2 separate regions of the Mus musculus genome follow, and region 1 is linked to region 2. The links are chromatin contacts, called in public promoter capture Hi-C maps. All regions are on one chromosome and are shown on one strand. The core of a region is the stretch at or near the end of the contact, and the rest is flanking DNA. Distances in the headings are between cores, read along the strand shown. Region 1 overlaps Nsf (N-ethylmaleimide sensitive fusion protein). Region 2 holds the start of 1700072I22Rik (RIKEN cDNA 1700072I22 gene).

The links. Promoter capture Hi-C pulls out the DNA fragments that hold promoters and counts their contacts.
Region 1: a promoter capture Hi-C map of embryonic stem cells shows a contact between it and region 2, with 3 times the contacts expected there. The contact joins the enhancer-like site here to the promoter of 1700072I22Rik in region 2. A contact is called at or near these places in 16 of 39 promoter capture datasets (the 3T3-L1 cell line, 3T3-L1-derived adipocytes, the C10 cell line and 12 more), 1 of 15 datasets of contacts at CTCF or cohesin (the NIH/3T3 cell line), 1 of 484 Hi-C or Micro-C datasets (embryonic stem cells), 2 of 115 datasets of contacts at active chromatin or transcription factors (embryonic basal ganglia and forebrain) and 4 of 9 other capture datasets (adipose tissue, liver, macrophages and 1 more).

Annotation. Positions count from the first base shown.
Region 1 is chr11:103,929,973-103,937,229 of GRCm38.p6, reverse strand. Nsf (N-ethylmaleimide sensitive fusion protein) reads left to right here. Exons shown (of 21, transcript NM_008740.4): 2 at 6,415-6,500. Among named protein-coding and RNA genes, the nearest start is that of Nsf, 20 kb to the left of the region's middle. Within about 2 kb of position 1,294, at least 9 of the 459 cell types and tissues checked have an H3K27ac peak or open chromatin away from gene starts, as enhancers often do. A contact at or near this core is called in embryonic stem cells, where this site is marked.
Region 2 is chr11:103,637,252-103,644,005 of GRCm38.p6, reverse strand. It overlaps 1700072I22Rik (RIKEN cDNA 1700072I22 gene), which reads right to left and starts at 5,070. Exons shown (of 2, transcript NR_131143.1): 1 at 4,695-5,070. Lyzl6 (lysozyme-like 6) reads left to right here and starts at 5,116. Exons shown (of 5, transcript NM_001356472.2): 1 at 5,116-5,182.

The sequences.
Region 1 (7,257 bases), core at 45-2,544, 300 kb before region 2:
ACCAACCACACACACACACACACACACAACCAACCAACCAACCAAAAACCAAAACCAAAACAACCCCCTTTTTCTTGTTTTTGTTTTTGTTTTTCGAGACAGGGTTTCTCTGTATAGCCCTGGCTGTCCTGGAACTCACTCTGTAGACCAGACTGGCCTCGAACTCAGAACTCAGAAATCCTCCTGCCTCTGCCTCCCAAGTGCTGGGATTACAGGCATGCGCTGCAAGTATCATCGGAGTTTATAGTGTAGGAGGTTCTGTGGTCTTGCAGGTGACCATTTATGGTAACATTTCTATGTTGCTCTGGACCAATCGTATCTACTGGAACCATCTGCAGTGGTAGAGATCAGGCACTTGTGATATTTGAAATGTGGATAGTGATACTCCAAAATGAAATTCTAAGTTTTCATTAATGCTACTAGTCCTAGGTCTGGGAGTTACTTTGTTGCAAAGTGAAGGTTTCTTTTCTCTTCCTCAGAGATGGTCATTTAAAACAGCCATGAACACTTGTGGCCATTCCTCTTCCTGCCTCAGCTTTCCCAATGCTGGGATTACAGATAGAAGTCATGGGCCATACGCCCCCTCCCCTCCCACACACCCTGCCCCACATGAAAGGGCAATTTTAAACCCTTAGTTCTTCAGAGTGATCCCCTAGGAGAAATATTTGAGTGGGGGCATGTCAGCTAGGCTGGACCTGGGGCAAGTTTCTGTGTATTCCTCTCTTTCCTGTGGGAATCTGCAAACCTCTGGAGAAATGGAGCCAAGGCCTGAGGCGAGAGGCCTGAGGAAGAGACAGCATGTTCTTCAGGGTTATAGTCAGGGTAGGAGGGAATGTCTGGTGATGAGCCCTTTCTAGTCTGCTAGCACACTCTGATTTTCTTTTCCCCTTTCCTTTTGGATAGGGTTTCTGGTGGTCCTGGCTGGTCTTTAGTCCCTTTGTAGCTGAGGGTCATCTTAACCTCCTGATCTTCGTGCCTCCACCCCTCAAGTGCTGGGATTACAGGAGCGTTCGTTACCACTCGCTGCCTCATATTGAATTTTTCTTTATTTGACCGTGCTGTTATTTGATTTAAAAGTTCACTCAAGTAATCTATTTTCTAAAGGAAACTTTTACATAAGACTGTGTTATTTAAATTGGCAAACTGAAATACTGTCCAGAAAATCCTGCTTAAAGCCTGCACTTTCCTCCCCCCACCCCTTTTTTCTTTTTGAAAAGAAGCAAATTCTCTGCCGTTTAAAGGCTCTGGAATGACCGATGTCATAATTACTTCCACTGGAGTTCCCTTTTGTTTGATAACCTTGACATTCTTTAAGAATTGCCAGTGGCCTATAGCCCACTACCCATACTGTTTGGCATTTTAAATTACAATGAAGACACTCCTATATCCTTAAGCAGTTATGTGTTCCAGTAACTTGAACAACTCACCTTAATAAAACAACCCATCACTGATTATAATTTCATGTTTAAAAGGCTATATGCCTGTAGTGTTTGGCTTGTATTTTTTTTTTTCCCTAGAGGCAAAGTCAGTTTTAGAAAAAAAAAAAAAGTATGGAATTTTTCCTTGGCATTTCTATGGTAAATAGACAACTTGACTATTTATAGGGACTTACACTTTGTTTTAAAATGAGATACCCTGCCTGGCTTACCACCAAAACACAGATGCTTCTGCCTTCTAATAGGGAGGCCCTTTCCTCGTAGCATCTGTTTAAATTGGCTGCCCAGATGATATCCACAGATTCCCACCCCCTTCCTATTAAAGGACATTGACAGGTAAACAGGTTTACAAATGAGGTTAACCTACCATTTTGTAAAGTTTCTATTGTGTTGGCTCTGTCATGGAAGTAATTTTGTTCCATTTATTGATTTATATTTTTCCAATATGTATATGTATGTGGTGTGCCTTTGTGGATGTATGTTTTTTGCATGTGTGTAGGTGCACATATTTGTGTACATACATGTCTTCTGTGTGTGTATATAAAGCAAGAGGATTATGTCAAGAATCACCCCTCGGGGCTGGAGAGATGGCTCAGTGGTTAAGAGCATTGACTGTTCTTCCGAAGGTCCGGAGTTCAAATCCCAGCAACCACATGGTAGCTCTCAACTATCTGCAATGAGATCTGATGCCCTCTTCTGGTGTGTCTGAAGACAGCTACAGTGTACTTACATGAAATAATAAATAAATCTTAAAAAAAAAAAAAAGAATCACCCCTCAATTACTCTTCATCCACTGAGATATCAGCTCTTGGCCAAACTCAGAGCTCCCATACATGGCTAGGTTCCTCATCCAGTTTGCTGTGTGGATCCCTTGTCCCTACCTTCAGAGCTATCTTCCTAGCCCCAAGTTGTGTAGTGATTAAGTCATCTGAATCTAATTCTGTGATATCCTAAATGACCTTGAAGGGATACTGCCTTGGACACTTGTCCTTTGGGTGGTTTGAATTGGGTTTGTAATCTACGATTAACCAGCACTCACTGTACCAGGCCCAGGAGTAGTCCTCCGGAAGTATGGACATGAGCAAAATCTAGTCTCCAACCTTAAGAATTATCCTAGGTATGATTCAAGTGTGTAGGCAGACAGTGAAGGTCATCTTCAGGGCTTCCATGCATGTCTTCTCAGTTCTGTGGGGAGGGGCAGCTGTCCAGAATGTCTCCTAGAATAAGTATTGTCTAAGCTGAGAACTGTAGAGTGTATAAGAATTGGCCAAGGAAGGGATGCAGATTTAGGGGAAAGATAATCAAGGGAAGAAACTTGAAAGTAAAGAGACTCTAGGAAGATAGAAAACTTTAAATTGTTAAGTTTTTGATGGATGGCTGGTCCAGGTGTGACCCTAACAAAATGCTCTTTCATTTGGAAGGTAAACTTGTGACCTTGACTCTGTTCATGTCATGGGAAATTGGTGCTTTCCAAACACTTGATCACGAATTCACATGTCAAATTATTTATATAATCCTAGTATGTCCATATTGCATATTCACTGATGTGCTGAGATTTTATACACACAGTCAAACATAAAAAAAAAAAAAAGAAGCAGCCAGTGATCAAATGTATAATCTCATATCTTTACCAGTGATCCCAAAGCGAAGCGAGAGTCATTGTTCTTCGGCATCTTGCTTAACTGTTTTGCGATGCATCTGCTCAAAGGCCCGTTCCCAAATTTAGCTTATTTTGTCACTTGATTTTAGTGACAATCAAAGCTTGGATCAAAGTAAAGGAATTTGGCTGTACTTTTGAAATTATGACATTGTTTTTTTTTAATCAAACTAATCACCATTTATGGAAATGTTTTACTGAAACGTGGCTAGTACATTTCCATCTGTCTACTGTTTTTCTTCAAATTAATTAAAATGCATTACACTTTCCGTGGTGCTAATACATGTGTTCAGAAAAACCCCTGGAAGCCTTCACTCGGATAACATGAAGCTTAAACTATTCTGTTTCTAACTTTAAAAACACACACACACACACACACACACACACACACACACACACACACACTTAGGGGTTTGGGGTTTCTTTGTCTTTAGGTTGAGTGTCCTGGAGGTCACAGGACAGCTTTCAGGAGTCAGTTCTGTGGTTCCTGAGGCTGGAGCTCTGGTTGTCAGACTTTGGCAGCAGGAGCCTTTACATGCTGAGCCACTGGCTTGAATATACTCTTTTCAGTGTTTTTGTTGTTGTTTTGTTAATAAAAGATTTAGATAACTATTCTTGCTTTCAACCCTCTTTGTTTCAGTTTTTGAGACAGGGTTTTTCAGTGACTTAAGTGGCCCATAACTCACTGTGGTGCCCAGGCTACCCTGATAGTTGTAGTCTTCCTGCCTTAGTGTCAAGACGGCTGTGATTACAGATGGGCACAACACCTTAAGCTCTTTTAAATATTTGTAGTTACCAGTAATCATATATGATCTTGAGAGAGAGAGAGAGAGAGAGAGAGAGAGAGAGAGAGAGAAAGGAAGAAAGAAGAAGACGAGGAGGAGGTGGAGGGAGAGAGGAGGCGAGGCGAGGTGAAAATGGTTGAGAGCCCTGGATGGTCTTCAGAGGACCAGTCTGGTTCCCAGCACCCATTCTGCATGGCTCACAACCATCCGTGACTCCAGCTACAGGGTCTGACACTGTCTTCTGCCCCCTCAGACACCCACACAGGTGTGCTGTCTGTCACACATACATAAAAATAATTTTTAAAGAAGAAAATGATGCTACTTCCTATCTCCATGTGGAGCGTGGGAAAGATTCAGTATTGTAAAGCCCCTGTTAAATAAAAAGGCCTCAGGGACATCCTGGGGCATCCTGCACACCCCTGGTTCTGACCAACCTGTGTTGGTAATTTACCTGTCAATAGGGCAGCGACTGCCAGTGTTTTCTACACTTCAGGACTTGTGTCTGCTCTTCTAGGAGAGCTGCTGTGGCATCTGATTAGCATTAATACGGTTTTGTGAAGATAAGGCTAGTTGCATTAACCAGCCCATGCCTTAAAGTCAGCAGAGAGAGAACTTCATCTTGGGTAATGAAACTTAAAATCCTGACAGGATTAGAGGGTTGTTGGTTTTTGTTTGTTTGTTTGTTTGTTTGTTTTAATGTCATTAGTTCTGGAAAGCTTATCTTCAATAACTATAAAATGAATAGAAGTACTAATATCAGCTGGGTGCTGGAGGTGTACACCTTTAATCCCAGTACTTGGAGGCAGAGGCAGGTAGATTTCTGAGAGTTCAAGGCCAGCTTGGTCTGCAGAGCCAGTTCTAGGATAGCCAGGGCTACACACAGAGAAACCCCGTCTTGAAAAACCAAACCAGGGCTGGTGAGATGGCTCAGTGGGTAAGAGCACCCGACTGCTCTTCCGAAGGTTCGGAGTTCAAATCCCAGCAACCACATGGTGGCTCACAACCATCTGTAACGAGATCTGACTCCTTCTTCTGGAGTGTCTGAAGACAGCTACAGTGTACTTACATATAATAAATAAATAAATAAATGATGTAAGCACCATTACCTAGCTCATTTCCTTCTTTCAAAAAAAAAAAAAGAAAAAGAAAAACCAAACCAACCAAATAAATAAATACCCCCCCCAAAAACCCCTCAAAACCCAAAGTTTGGTGTGGACATACACACCTGTGATCCCAACACCCCAAGGCCAAGGGAAGAAGGGTCATCATTTTAAGGCCAGCTTGTCTTGAGGGTGTCTCAAATAGTCAAAACATGAAAATAAAATAAAATAAAAAAAACCAAAACACCAAAACCCAACCACATATACAAGAAAAGGTTAAAGTGCATTATATCAGTTTGTATCTGGACAACAAATTTAAGGATGATCAGCTTTGGCTTGCAGTTTGAAGGATAAACACTTCGAACTATGGCTATTGATGTCAGAGCTGACCCCGGAGTCTGTGGAGAACAAAGGTGTTACTGAATAAAAACCCCCATGAGGCTGGGATACAGCTCACTTGGTGGAGCGCTTGCCTACCAAGCTTGAAGCCCCAGGTTCAATCCCAGAAGCACCTAAACCAGACACGGTGGCACACTCCCGTATTGCCAGCACTCAGGAAGCGGCGGCAAGAGGATTAGAAGCTCAAGGGCAAGCCTAAGTTTGAGGCTAGCCTGAACTATATACCGAGGTGTACCATTATTTAAGAGAATATTTGGCTAGTAGTTAACCAAAAAGGCCATTGGTTGCTGTTTTTCTTTTTGGGTACACCTTATAATTATTTTTGTTGAGAAATGTTTGGAAGCTTTTTGTGTTTTTTTTTTTTTTTGAGAACAGGAGCTTGCTGTGTAGTCTGGTCTAGCCTCAGACTTTCAGTAATCTTGCTGCCTCAGGCTAGAAGATGATTTCCTTTCATCTATAGGAAATACAATTTGTAATCACTTGGGGTTTCTTATAAAAAGATGCCTTTTCATAACACCTTTTTATCAAATTTACTACTTGACTTTATTGCATTTTATCAGTCATGATTCTTTCCTATGAAAGAGATAGAAAATCAATTCAAATAAGCTTGAGCAAAAGAATATATCGGCTCTAAGCAGTAGTCTGGACTGGCCTCAAGGACTTTAACTTGGTTGTCGGGTCTGTGTTTCCAAGTGTGTATCTGATGTGTGTGGCCTTTGCTTTCTGTAGGTTTCTGTTGATGCCATTTAGAGTGGAAAGCCTTTATGCAGTTGTGTGGTAAGGAAGGGTGCTTTCTTCTAGTGCCGGGGGACACGGGGGATAGGGGTGAGCGTGGCTGCACACAGGCACAGAAAATGAGAGATAGGCAGCTTCCCGAGTGAAGGGGTTGCCGCTACCCTGGAGGAAGAAACACGGGAGTCAGGATGGAGGGACATTTACTACAGAGTCTGTGGTGATGGAGAGCAGTGAGCAGGAGGCATGCGGTGTTCTTTAAGGTTGAAACCATGACTTATGTTTCTAATCGTTGATTCTTTCAGACTATGCAAGCTGCGAGATGCCCTACTGATGAATTATCTTTAAGCAACTGTGCGGTTGTGAACGAAAAAGATTTCCAGTCTGGCCAGTGAGTAGCTGTCTGACTTGATTCTTTTAACTTGCTAGGTATTGTTTTAGAATACGATTCCAAAGAATCATCTTAGGAAAACTTTTGGAAATTGCCTTTTTTTTTTTTTTAAACTCTTGCCAAGCTGGAAAATGGGGATGAGAGTTATGCATTTCTGTCATTACACTGTCAAACCTTGATAAATGCAGCATATATACATTATTCATAAACTGTTTTAAAGGTTGATTTTCTTAGGCTAGACACACTGGGTATAGGTATCACATAACATGGTTGGTAGTCACCTTGCTTTGAAGTCTTATTGTCCAAGTTTGGATCCTAGTGCTGACAGTCACAAACTGATGGCATTTGCCATTTTTGTGTTCCTGTGTCCTGATCTATAAAATGGAGGAGTTGTGAGGGATAAGTTGCCCTAATGAAAACATTTACAACAGTGCCTGGCATGCTCGTGATCCCTTCAGAGTTTTACTAGCGTGATCACTGTTACTATGGTAATACAAGAGGAGCGGAAGCTGAAGGTATACAAAACCCTCACATTTTTAAAAGCACTTTCATCATAATTTATCTTACCTGACTCATGTCACCTACCGACCTTCCAAAGACTGTTGGCAAGGTCAGTGCCATCCACATCATAGGTCTGGGGACCTGTGGTCTCCGCCTCAGCGTGAGAGGGAGGTATACTGAGCATTCTGTGCTGTCAAACTGAAGATAAGGCTGATCAGTGAGGGGGTTTTATGGCATTCTTTCACACACGCTGCAC
Region 2 (6,754 bases), core at 3,821-6,320:
TCCCAGGGTCTTTCTTTGTCTGGTTTGTCCCCAAAGTGCCTGAGCCTCATGAGCCACCTGTAGGTGAGGAGGTTGATCATTATCTACAGTCTCAAGACTGCCCTCCCCAGAGCAGAGGTTCTGTGAAGTCTGCGATACAAGAGACACTGCAGGAACTCTTAGGACCTTAAATACATCATGTTGTTTGTGAGTTCTCTAAGGAAATTCGGGATGCGGCATCTGACGATGAGACCCTCCCCCTGCCCCCCTGCTAATATCAACTGATGCTTTGTGCCTAGAACACTGGGAAATTTGCTGAAGCCTCTCTTAAGCCTCAGTTCCTTTATGTAGGACATAGACAACGTTTCAGAAGTTAAACAAGGCCACGCCTGGAAACAGGCCTGGCTCCGCACCTGGTGCAGAGTAAGTGCTCAATAAACGCTGCTAGCTATTATCTATAACGAGGTCCTTCCTCTCCAGCACTGACAGTCTGTACTTCCAACTGCAGCGTGTAATTAAACCGCAAAGCATCTGGCTTCCCGGGCAGAAAGAAGAAGCCTGGAGGAAGGAAGGAGAGAGAGAAGGCTCCTTCTGGGCTGCCCGTTTGTGCAGCAGCCTCCCCACCAGCCAGGGCAACAGGGAATGGAGCGAGATGCCAGCCCTTAATGACAGGGTTTGAGGAGCCTGTGGGTCCCTGTTAGCTCAGACCCTTGGGGGATATTTGCCAAGGCAGACAGCTGAAGGGAAAATCAGGGCTGCTTTATGGTTGCTGAAGTTCGAATATGGTTGAAATGTCCCTGAAGGGTCCATGTGTCGATGACTTTGTTTTTAGGGTGGTAGTGGAACTAGGAGATGGTCGAACCTTAAAGAGATGGGGCCCCTAGTTTGGGCATGGTGGCTCATGCCTCTAATACCAGCATGGGGAGGGGTATGGTAAGCAGGCTCAGGCAGGTGAGCTCCCATATGCTTTCCAGTAAAGTCTGGGCTACCGAATGAGGCCTTGTCTCACAAAAACAAAAGGAAGGGCTGGGGGTGTGTAGCCCAGTAGGTCGAACACTTGCATAAGGCCCTGGGCCTGAGTCACAGCTTGGTATAAACCAAGCATAGCACTGCGTGCCTGTAATTCCAGTTCTGGGGTACAGAGGCGGGTGGGTCAGAAGTTCAAGGCCACCCTCTCTCTGTTACTTGCCAAATTTGAGAGCAGCTTGGGGTATATGGCTCCCTGTCTCAGAGCAATATAAAGGGTGGGACCTTTGGGACATCACGGTGTATATACATACCATAGACAGTCCATACCATAAACAGCTAGGCCACAGAGGAAGGGCAGAGAAATGCGGTAAGGACAAGCTGGTTGAAAGTGACAGCTACAATGGGGAAGCCAGTGCATGCTGGGCACCAGAGGAGAGACCAGTGCCACAGGCTAGTGGAACACGGGAAAAGAAGCTTTGGACTCCCAAGCAGCTTAGCGATGACAACTCGGGCTTAAGCGTGGGAAACCATTTTCAGTCTTGCAAGCATAGGCTTGGCAGTGAGTCTTTGATGGCAGTCAGATGCTGCTGGCCCAAGGAAGGGCCAGGCATGTAAGTCTCTCATCACTTGCATCAGGACCTGCGAAGGCTGGATATGGAACTCTGGATTTGGGGGCACAGGTCCAGGGGTAGCTCAGGCTAAACTTGTATTCAGTCTTGTAACCCACCCACCCACCCCCCCAAAAACTGTTCGGGCATAGGGATCCTTCTGCCTGCGACCTGATGCACTGTTAGGTAGCCTCTGATACTGTACTGGCCGCTTTTGTGGGTCAACTTGACACAAGCTGGAGTTCTCACAGAGAAAGGAGCCTCCCTTGATGAAAGGCCTCCATCAGATCCAGCTGTAAGGCATTTTCTCAAATAGTGATCAAGGGAGGAGGGTCCAGCACATTGTGGGCACTGCCAGCTCCCTGGGCTGGTAATCCTGGGTTCTTTAAGAAAGCAGGCTGAACAAGCTAGGAGAAGCAAGCCAGTAAGCAGCACCCCTCCATGGCCTCTGCATCAACTCCTGCCTCCAAGTTCCTGCCCTGTGTGAGTTCCAGTCCTGTCTTCCTTTGGTGATGAACAGCAATGTGGAAGTATAAGCCGAATAAACCCTTTCCTTCCCACCTTACTTCTTAGTCATGATGTTTTGTGCAGGAATACAAACCCTAACTAGGACACACACCTTTCACACTGATGGAACCAGCCATATGATTTCTTCTGGACAACCAAAAAGGTAAAGCAAGGGGCTGGTTTGAGAAATGTTTGTTTCTGGGCCTGGCTGTCTTGGTACACTCACGACATTATCTTACCTGCTATTACTAAGGTTTTTTTTTTTTTTTTAAAAAACCCAGGTCCCATGCATGCAGCACCCATGAAAGCCAGAACTGGGCAATGGACTCTTTAGAGCGGAAGTTACAGATGGCTGTTAGCGGTTGTTACATGGCTGTTACATGGTTGCTGACACCTGAACCTGGATCTTCTGCAAGAGCAGACAGTGCTCTTAACTGCTGAGCCATCTCTCCAGCCGCTGGCTAGATGGATTTTTATGACGCGCCATTTGAAAAAGGATCCTACTTCTGAAAATGGTATAAAACTGCCATCACAAGGCACAATTGCTCAACACTACAACGGTTAGTTTCCAAGGAGACACACTATACATTATTGTTTATAAGAAGGATCAGTGATTAGCTGATGGACCAAGTTTAGCCACAGCCTGTGTTTGCAAAATTTTACAGCGTCACAGACAGACTCACTTATGGGTGCACTATCTGCGGCTGGTTTTGTGCCACGTTGACAGAACCAAATGGTTGTAGCAGAGATCTTATAGTCTGCAATGGTGAAAATACACATCATGAAGGCTTTTATAGAAAACGGCTTCATAAGAATTATAAAGAAGAGGGGGGGGAGACTGGGTTGAAAATACATCTTAGCAGTTAAGAGCATGTACTGCTTGAAATAGCAGGGCTAGACACTGAGGACCGACAACCACTCACTGACAATGTCACAAAAGAAAGACATGACATGCTTGTGATGTTAATGCAACCTAGAATCATCTGGGAGGAGAGTCTCACACACACACACACACACACACACACACACACAGAGAGAGAGAGAGAGAGAGAGAGAGAGAGAGAGGGAGAGAGAGAGGCTGTCTACTTTGGACTGCTCTGTGGACATGTCTGTCCCGGGTTGTCTTAGCCAAGTTAACTGATATGGGAAGAGCCTACCCAGTATTGGCAGCGCCATTCCCTAGGCAAGGGATCTTGCCTTGTTTAAGATGGAGAAAGCAATCTGAGCACAAGAAGGCAAGCAAGCACATGCAGACACTCATTTCTCTCCACTGTTCACTGGGGGATGTGACGTGACCAGTTGTCCCAAGCTCTTTCTACGACGACTTCCTAGTAGTAATGAACTGTATCTTGGAATTGCAAGCTAAAACAAACCCTTTCTCTCCTAAATTGTTTGTTGTCAGGACATTTTAATCACAATAACAGAACTAAAACCAAAAGCAATGTCTTTGGGAAGACAGCTAGACTTGTCAAAAGTTTAAACCTTCATCTAATTAGGCATCTAGACTCAACTCTCAACGAACAGAAAATGGAAAAAAAAAACCAATTGGGAACATGTTAAGCTACATCACAGATTTGCAACATGAAATGTGGCTATTTCAAATAACAAGAGCTGGACATTAGTGCTCAACAGAAAGCCCATCAGGACTAGAGAGACTAAGGCAGGAAGAGAATCATGAGTTTGGGGCTAGCCTGGGCTACAGAGTTCTTGAAAAAAAAAAAAAGACAATTTGCTCCTGAGAGGGAGCTAAGCCTGCTGGTAACGTCGTCGGAAACAAGTTCAGCTTTAGGCTACCGCCTCCCAGCTCTGAGACTTTGGGATGGCTTAACTTCTCTGCAGCTGATTCTTAGGAGCTCTGTGAAGACAAATGGATTCCCTGCCTGCTGTGTTGAGCGCTGTATCCCACTGGCGGGGCTCATTTCAGGGTCAACATTTGTTCTCAGAGGGAGGCTTGTCTGCAGCATCCATGGGCACTTCCCTGTCTCTTTCCCCTCTCTTTCATTGAGTCATTCATCCCCGTGCCCCACTGTTTGCCATATGCTAAGCAAGCTAGTTAAGTCGGTGATGCTGCAGCATCTGGTCCACTAAGTTGCCTGTCAGCTCCACAAACCAGAACCTGCTGCCCCTTAAAAAAAAAAAAAAAAAAAAAAAAAGGTCTGGGAACACAGGGAACTCTCCTACTGCTGATGGACAAACAAGGCAGATTCTGAACCAAAGGAACCCAAGCCGACATTCAGGCTGTACCAAGAAAAAGAGAATGGTGCCTGCTAACTCCGAGAGGGAGGCTAGGTCATCTAAGGGACGGCATTTCGCAAAACCAAACTTTAAATCCACGTCTTCTTGGACATGGGCTGCTTCTGCCCTCTAGTGGCTGCTGGCTAGCACAGCAAGTACCAGCTTCAGGCAGTTGAGCTTTGTTTCCAGACTTCTAAATTACACTATGTTTCTCTACCATGCTTGACCCGTAATTACCTTTCCTCGAAATGTATCTTGTTTAATGATAGTAATTTCTAAATATTTTTTCGGCACCATTCTAAAGTATTGCCATGCTATAGTAGGTAGGTAGGTCTTCTTTGTGAGCATGTAACAGAAACACAACTCAAATTTGTTTATGTAAGAAGGGATACTCACTGAGTCCCAGAGAGAGGAAAAGAAGGTGTGTGTGGGTCCTTGAAGGTTGTTTCTGGACTGGATTCTGGACTCCACAGACTTTCTACAAAAGATTGGAGCTGCACAGGGGCCCACAGAAATCAAAATGCAGGGTATAGGTCCTGAGCAAAGTCCCACAGCTCTGCAGAGTTACAATCAGAATATAAGCACAAACCCTGCAGCCCAGGGGCAGGATGTGTAGGTCCTCTTTAGAAACTAAGGTTGTCCTGTTCTCAGAAAGGAAGGGAGGTATCAGGGTTCTGCCCATTGGTCCGCCTTACACCTTGCCTTCCAGACCCATCTACCATTTCTACCTAAAGCCTGCACAGTTTGCACAGTTCAAACCGGCATATTTCCTGGAGAGTGATGATGTCACAGAACCAGAGTTCCAGAAGGCTGAGGTGGCCAAGAACACATGCCTTCTTGAGACGAAGGAGAACTATTAGCCAGATGGGGCCAGAGAGTGCTTGGTAAGGAAGAGGAGGCTCCTGCCACAAACCATCTTGTCCTGTAGATCCTCCCAGAAGGGCCTGGGCTGGCTGCGAGCTAGGGCCAGAGAGGTATGCTTTGAAGCTGGATAGGGCCACATTCGGGGACTACTATCACCCCAAAGGGAATCCCTGAGGGGCTCCATGGGCCAAGCCAGACATTCCTGCATCCCAAGGCTTGGGGAAGCCTATCTCTGAGGTGCATTCTGCATCAGAGTAGGGAGGGCTGCAGGACATATCTGAATTAAACAGATATTTGCTATTTACCGGAAAGTCTGATTTAACAGGACTTCATCTGTTCTATTTGCAACACCAGAGCAGGGTAGTGAGAGCATCCAGAGAATGTCCTAAGTGCATGCTGTGTGACAAGGACAAATCAAGAGACCAGAAGGCAAGCAAAGCCGCCGGAGAGGCCACGTCATCCCTACATATGATGAAGGAGAGGGAGGGATCCTGGCCTTTGCCCTCAGCATCATACACCTAGTTTAAAGAGAAAGACACACATCCTAGGGCAGGACCAGCCCACGTGTGCGCTCACAGAATGAACATTTTGAAGGACAGAACCCAGTTATTTTATAGATGTTTCCTTCTGTTTAGGTTCATTTCTTTATGCTTGGACCCAGGCTTCCCATCTGTGGCCAGAACACCTCATTAGAGCTTATGCATCTTGAGGTTTCCCATCCAGAGGTGCAGAGTGTCCCTTTGTCCCTCACTGATAATGTTAATTTTAATTGCAAAGTCAAAACATTGGGTTTTGCTACGCAATACGGGAATGACCAAGGCCATGTATATAAGCCCTGATATTTTTCCAGCTTCCACCAACTCAGACCAGCCCCAATAGTAGTCATTATTCAAACCAATCACTGCCCAGGCTATGCTCCTACTGTAGCCTGGGAATCTGCCACATTTATAGGAGTCCTGGTTCCATTCTGTAAGGAATGTGAAACCATATCTTTTTGTTTATTATTTATCTTATTCATTACACCGTTCTGATTGGGCAAGTATTAGTAAATAGATCTTCATTTCACACATGGGAACCAGAGAAGTAAGTATGTTGTTCAAAGTCATACAGCAGCCCAGCCTTTGATAGCTGGTAGTGGGTGGGAATTCAGAGTCCTTGATCTTCAAACACACACACACACACACACACACACACACACACACACACACACACACATACACAGGCATACACACCATTAAAGCGAAGATTATTTATATAATACGATTATATTCGCTTGTTTTCTGATATGCATTTATACAGAAACAAAACAATAAAACCTACAAGCAGCCCTCCAGGAATGGCATGAGGCAGAGGTTGCAGTGGTGAAGGTCATATGTCATGTATCTGGGAGTATGGGTTGGGGCATATTGGCATCCCGTGTCCCTGCCCTTCCTCTGAAGGCACACGCTCAATCCATACCACAAATGCTGGTGAAACAAAATCTGCTCTAACTTTTGCCAACCTCACTCCCCATCCTGCTACCCAAACGTTGCTTGTGCCTAAATACCCATGAGAGGAGGACCAGCCACTGAAGCCAGAGTGGTCTTGATTTT